2 separate regions of the Mus musculus genome follow, and region 2 is linked to region 1. A link is a contact called in public Hi-C data. All regions are on one chromosome and are shown on one strand. Each heading gives the region's core, a stretch centred on a gene start, on an enhancer-like site or on the middle of the called end of the contact. The rest is flanking DNA. Distances are from core to core; before and after follow the strand shown. Region 1 holds the start of Kdm8 (lysine (K)-specific demethylase 8). Region 2 holds the start of Sec23ip (Sec23 interacting protein).

The links. Hi-C and Micro-C count contacts between places; a contact is called where the count stands out from the background.
Region 2: a Hi-C map of myocytes shows a contact between it and region 1, with 3 times the contacts expected there. The contact joins the promoter of Sec23ip here to the promoter of Kdm8 in region 1. A contact is called at or near these places in 1 of 39 promoter capture datasets (pre-B cells) and 1 of 484 Hi-C or Micro-C datasets (myocytes).

Annotation. Positions count from the first base shown.
Region 1 is chr7:125,442,668-125,445,966 of GRCm38.p6, reverse strand. Kdm8 (lysine (K)-specific demethylase 8) reads right to left here and starts at 1,347. Exons shown (of 8, transcript NM_029842.5): 1 at 1,175-1,347.
Region 2 is chr7:128,742,875-128,746,507 of GRCm38.p6, reverse strand. It overlaps Sec23ip (Sec23 interacting protein), which reads right to left and starts at 1,638. Exons shown (of 19, transcript NM_001029982.2): 1 at 1,330-1,638. The coding sequence starts at 1,486.

The DNA.
Region 1 (3,299 bases), core at 98-2,597:
CCACCTAAACCAGGAGACTATAAATTTAAGAGCCTAGACAAACAAAACCGGGGGTTATTGTTGGTAAAATGACACCCACAATCACCCAAACACAGGCCACATGTACCAGCCTCAATGGCCTCATATGTTCCAGTATAAGTTTCTCTCCCACAGTGCAACAGTTAATAGGCCTTAAAGACATCTTGCCGGCCATTGCTTTGCTTTTGAAGTTGGTAGGGGCTGTGTCTTTGCTTGCAAGGTGGCCTTCTGGTATTCTACATTCACGTGTCAGGCAAAAGGCACTGCTTTCAAGTAATGGCCAGGTGCGGGTTGCACAAAACGTTTCTCTGTAGCCTTAATTCTAAAAGGTCTTTAAATAAAGGCCCATTTGTTGGTGTACAAAACGACGCTTTTTGCGAAAGGATGTCACCCAAAGGGTGCAGGATCTAATCTGTGTGGTTCTATCTGGGCTTCCTAAGTGAACTAAGCTGCTCACACCAAAACCAAAGGAGCCAAAAACGGGGCCGAACGGAATCAAGCCTCGCTTCCTAAGTGCACTTTTTGGGGATGCATTACAGAAACCGGTTTTGGTTGCTAAGCGGGATGCTGGATGCCTTAGCATGAACAACAGTCTAGGGAAAGCACGTGCAGTCCTTCTCTCAAAGTACCCGGCTGCTCACGCCCTTCTGGACAGTCTGGATTGGAGGGCTGGCTAAGTGGCCTAAGAGAAGACGCCCCGACTCCCAGGAAGTCTTTGGTTGTTGCTGTGGACCTCTGTCCGCTTACGGGGGACAGGCGGACTTGGGCGAACGGGTTCGAGGATGGAGATTGGAAACAGGTAGCAGTGGCCGCAGCCATGCCTTCCGGACAGACGGCGCAGGCGTGGTTATGTGGGCCGGTCTCGCCACTAAACCTATCCTCACACTTGAACCACTAACCGAAGCCTAAAAGGGAAGGGCACGACAGTTGCACGCATGCGCTATTTGACATCCCTAGCAGCTCCTTCAACTGTTTGTGGGGAGCAGATAGCTACTACGCACGCGGCTTTTCAAGCAGCTCCCAGGCCTCCCAAGGCGCCTGCGTGAAACCGTCCCGGCTCGCCCGCGCCGGGCTTTAGCATGGCGCCTGCGCAATCCGTCCTTCACGGCCAGGCTGCAAGTCTAAGCAACTGCAGCTGCCTGGAGCTCCAACTAACCTCTCTGGCGCTTGGACTTGTTTGTGTCTCTCGTTGCTGGCGACGACTGGTTCCGTCCGGGCGAAGATTCTTCGGCTGGCTTTATCACCGACTACACCGAGAGCATCGATCACTTCTGACTCGGCTGATCGCGACGGGTGCCTAGAGGAACGCGGAGCAATCGATGCCAGGCCCCGCCCTCCTCCGGTTCAAAGACTTGGGAGGCTTGAGCTTTCTTTTCCGGGTCATACCTTGCAGAGCAGTTTGTCACTTGCGACTACCCAATCCTTCCAACTCAGATAATGAGTTCTCCCTATTTTACAGAGTAGGAAGCCGAGGTGGAAGAAAAATAGCCACATGATTTTAGAAGTCACGTATATAATTTGAGCCCACAAGTACTGCTTGCAGGACTGGTTTCCGTGAGTTGGCCTATGGTTTCTTTGCAGAGACAGACTATGTGGAGTGGTGTGGCAGTCAGTTCGAGTTTTGAGTTTCGAGCATTCTCTCCCGGTTGACTCCAGAGGTGCCTGGAGCAGCAGCAGCAAACGATTCCCTGCAGCGATCTGCTAGCCTTGGATTTGGAGTGTGACTTCTACTGGTCAGCAGGGATTGAGTCGGGATGTGGCACTCCTCAGTTTTCGTTTTCTCAGGAACACTGAATCGGTTGCTGCCACACCACTCCACACAGCCTGTCTCTGCAAGGAAAACATCCTTCCAATAGGACTTAGACAGAACTCCAGGATATCCCTTCATTCTCTGTGACAGGCCAGCATTCCAAAGTTCCATGCTTGGTCTTTTGTTTGTTTGTTTGTTTGTTTTTAGGGTGTGTGTGTGTGTGTGTGTGTGTGTGTGTGAGACAGGGTTTCTCTGTATAGCCCAGGCTGTCTTGGAACTCACTTTATAGACCAGGCTGGCCTCGAACTCAGAAATCCGTCTGCCTCTGCCTCCAGAGTGCTGGGATTGAAGGCATGCGCCACCACACCTAACTCATGCTTGGTTTAATAAGTGATTAATCGAACTACTTGTCCCCACTTATCAACAAAATGCTGGACAGCCAAATTAGGTGCCTGCATGTTGGTCCCCATGCAGCTGTGCACAGGCTGACACCCGGGGTGTAGTAGCTCTGACCTGCTATATTAGCAGGCCACCCTTCTATTTTATTTCCTGAATTTTCTAGCTTTGGATTTCTTTCCTGTGAAAGAAAAGCTCTAACTGGGAAGATGAGCAGTCGTTTAAGTGCTTGCTTTGCAAGTGTGAGGGCCTGGCTGTAAATTCTCAGTAAAAAGTCAAGTGCAGGGGCAAGCACCTGCAGTTCCAGAACTGGGGAGGCAGAGACAGGAGGGTCCCCAGGGTTTCTGTCCTGTCAGCCCAGCAGAGTCAGTGAGATCAAGGTTCAGTGAGAGATGCTTGTTTGGTTTTGAACCCCAGGACAAGGGACTCGGGTGCATATTTTACACACCAAAGCAGACCTGGCCTCCAGGTTCTCCCAGAATCCCTCAGTCCCTACCTGGCATACCCTGCTCCCAACCCTGAACTTTCTAGCGTGGGGGCTGGACTGCCCTTCCCCCCAGAAGCTCTTCTTCCCTATATAATCCAGACATTTTGGTCTCTCTCTTCACTCTGTGTGTGGGGCCCCTTTCTCTCTTTCTCCCTCCCTCCCTTCACTCTTCCCCTCCCTGTAACAACCCCCCGCCCACTACCCATGGCTCAACTTCCCTGGACTTGGGGCCAGTGAGCTTGCCCACCCAAGAACAGTTTTTCCAATAAACCTGCCTTTAATACAATCTAATCTGGCTTAAGTTGTCTCATTTCAGTGGTGGTGGCTTATCAACATTGTCTGAAAATGAGATGGAGAGCAATTTGGGAAGATACCCACCATTGACCTCTGACTTCCATATGTCCTTTCCCCCAGCCCCTTCTCTGTCAGCTCTTCTTGTTTAGTCTTCAGGGCACTTGCAGACTTTCTGACCACAAGCTCTCTACTACAATGATAAGCTATGGTCTTTTTTTTTTTCTCTTTTCGAATATATATATATATATATTTAAAGCTCTCTTTACTAAGTCAGAATTTGATCTTTATGTGACAGTGGAAGAGAGTTTGCTACAGAGATACTGTGGTAGGGTGGACGTTAGTTTCTGAGTTGTC
Region 2 (3,633 bases), core at 389-2,888, 3.3 Mb before region 1:
CCTGGACCCTTCCACAGTACTCTGGTCCAGCCACAATTCTTCACCAAAGAAAGCATCACTGAACCTTTCAGTCACACCGCTTCCATGAGGCAGGGGCACTCGTGGATCCATCCCCCCAGTCGCTCAGCAAACTCCCACTAGAAATTCTGTAGTCTGCATTCCAGGCATCGGGCCAGCCCCTGCTTTGACAAAGCTTACACCCTGGCCTGGTAGGGTAAGCGGGCATATGTACCTGTCAGACAGTTACGAGCACCGAGAAGAAACATGACAGAAAGGAGACACTGCAGATACACATGCTTTCAGTTGTCTTTCTTCCCTTCTGCGGGAAACTCCCCTTAGTCCTCCAAGGAGGAATTATTTGGTGGGGAAAGCTCAGCACCTAACAAGCACCTGTGTGCTAGGCACTAAAAAACAGGACCCTGAAAATGAAAAGAGGTAAGAAGTTCACAGTCCACATGGAGGGGCAGAGTACTTAGCTCACAAGTATTTACACAACAATACGTGTGGGACACTAGATATAGAACTCTACAAAAATGAGACAGGGTATAGTGACGAATGCCTTTAATCCCAGCACTCAGAGGCAGAGAGGCAGAGGCAGGTGGATCCTTTAAGTTTGAGGCCAGCCTGATCTACACAGTGAGTTCTAGGACAGTCAGTACTACACAGAGAGACCTTGCTCTCAAACCCAGGGATAGGAGCTGAAAACATGAAATCTAAGCAGACAGGTAAAATGTCATGACTGAGGCCACACAGCAAGTTAATGGCAGTGCCGGGTCTGAACACAGTCTGTGCTCCAAACCACCAGAGAGAGACAGACGAGAAAGAGAGACAGAGACAAACGAGAGAGAGAGAGAGAGAGAGAGAGAGAGAGAGAGAGAGAGAGAGAGAGAGAAATCAGCCTTCCCAGATATACACAGAGCTTAATCAAAAGTGTAACGGGGGGGCTTTTACTAGGAGAGAGTGTATAGTCCTCTACAAGAGAGGCATTGTCTCCTCTGGAGAAACTTACTGTCTCCTAGGTGATGTCCTACCCTATCACCGGTGTTTCCCAGTAAGAGAGCAGCTTTCGGATTCTAGCAAAGGGTAACTGTCTAATTTAGCTGCGTTTTCTGCCAGCACCAGCACACCAGTGGGTGTTCAACAAACAGTTGCGCAATGACAGGAGTTCCAAGCCTCATCACCGGAGCCCCTCCTCCAGGATCCTCCAGTCCCTGGCCCTCTGAAAGCTGGTCACTGCTGACCCTGGCAAGCGACTCAGAGCAGGCGACACTCCTGTCCCACCCGCCTCCCGGGACAGACACTGGCCCCCAAGCGCCCTCGGCTCACTACCTCCGGGTAAGAGCAGGGAAGCCGGGGAGGCGGCGGCCTGCGTGACGGGGATGAAGGGCACGTTGAAGCTGAACTCCGTGGCCGAGGAGGAGAAGAGTAAGTTAGTGCCTGACGAGGAGGCGGACGCTCCGCCGCCGTTAGCCTTCCTATCCGCCATGGCTGCAGACCCCCGGCCGTTACGTGGCTCTGCGAGCCCGGTGCTGCACACAGACCGGAAACCGGTTAGCGAGGATGCCACCGCACTTCCGCACTTGCGCACAGGTGCCACAGGCCAGCGACTCCGGGATCGGTTTTCTTCCGGAATTTGACGCCGCCCAAAATCAATAAGGTGGAATCGGCTTCAGACCCAAGCCTATCACGTGACAGCCTCGGTCTCGCGAGACTGGGTCAGCCTCTGGAATCACAGCATAGAATAGAGAGGTGTGGCCGATGAATCCTAGCGTTAATTGACGCTCGAAGTCGCAGATTCTGAGATGTCCTGGACGCCCTGAGTTTCTCATGGAGTATCTGTTTTTGGTTGGTTGGTTTATTTGCTTGCTTGCGAGGCAGGATCTCTCTATGCTGCCCAGACTGACTTTTTATCCTCCTGCCTCAGCTCTTCCATTTCTGAGATTAATACCACCACACACTGCAATTCTTATATCTTTATGACAGGCGGTCATAAGAATTGGAAGTAAGAATTATTATCGGCTGGGTTCCTTTTTTTTTTTCAGTTACGTTTTCATGATGTTGCCTGGAATTCTCAAGAGGTCTGTCTGCCTCTTCTTCCCAAGAGCTTAAAAGGAGTGTGCCACCACTCCAGGCTACTATCTCCTTGAATGTGTGCATCAACAAAAAGTGCCTTTGGTAAGGCAGTTCCAAGTGGTAGACGATTTATGTTTCAAAGGGGCAGAGAAAAGATGTATAATTGCAACATTCTAGAGTTACTGCTGTAATTTAGGGTTTGGGGACCTATCTGCCTACTACCAGGTTTTGGCTGGAATAAAAACATTAAATTCTGGCAGTGTTGAGTTTACCTCGACAAGCATTTCAACGGGGCCAAGAAGTACAGAGCTTAGTAATGGGGAAACTTCTGGTGAGTCATAGATAACATGGCCTCAAACTGCTAAAAGCCATGCTAGACTAGAAGTTGGTCAAGAAAATTCTCTTTATCATAAAGAAGCAAGGCTGAGAACCATATACCAGAGAGTGATATATGAAACAGACCTGAAATCCTTCCTTTTTGGGTTTACAATCTGGCAAAACAATCAACTAAACACAAAATAATATAAATGGCAGGCTTTCCTTAAGTGTGTTTCCTGGAACACTGACATCATCTGGGGACAGAGATCTAAACATTCTAGGAAGAGCGAGCATGTATCTCTCTCCATCAGATCATTAGCGAAAAACTTAAGGAAGAAAAAGCTTCCCTGAGGAAGAAAAACTAAAGTTGAAACTTGAGAACTAGGGCTTCAAACCTCTTTATGAGTGCAGGGATCCCAGAGGACCAGCCCTGCTGTGGTGTTGCACACCTTTAATTCCAGCACTTGGAAGGCAGAGGCAGGCGGATTTCTGAGATCAAGGCCAGCATGGTCTACAAAGTGAGTTCCAGGACAGCCAGGGTTATTCAGAGAAACCCTGTCTCGAATAAAAAGAGAGAGAGAGAGAGAAGAGAGAGAGAGAGAGAGAAAGGCCTAAATTCCAAAACCATCACTTTGCATAATTAACTTCAACATATGATTTTTTTTTATTTTAAACCATAACAGGAAGGGGAAAAAAAACTAAAATAACAATTAAGATGAGAAAAGGGACAGAAGAGGGCCCAGAATGAGATATACCTTTTAAGGGCATGCCCTGAGTGACTGAGTGACCACCACCTCCTCCTCCTCCTCCTCCTCCTCCTCCTCCTCCTCCTCCTCCTCCTCCTCCTCCTCCTCCTCCTCCTTCTTCTTCTTCTTCTTGTTTTTTGTCTGTTTTTTCAAGACAAGGTTTCTCTGTGTAGCCCTGGCTGTCCTGAAACTCAGAAATCTGCCTGCCTCTGCCTCCCAAGTGCTGAGATTAAAGGCGTGTGCCACCACTGCCCTGGCTGAGTGAACTTCTTCTAATCAGGTCCCTTCTTGACTGCACTCTTCCCAATTAAGGATCCATCGATAGGCACTGGAGATGTAGCTCAGCCTGGGCTACATAGTGAGTTCCAAGGAAACTAAGGCTAAATGCATAGATGATAGATAGATAGATAGATAGATAGATAGATAGATAGATAGATAGATAATAGATAGATAGATAGATGATAGCCTCTCTAAAGCCAGATATCTTAACACATAG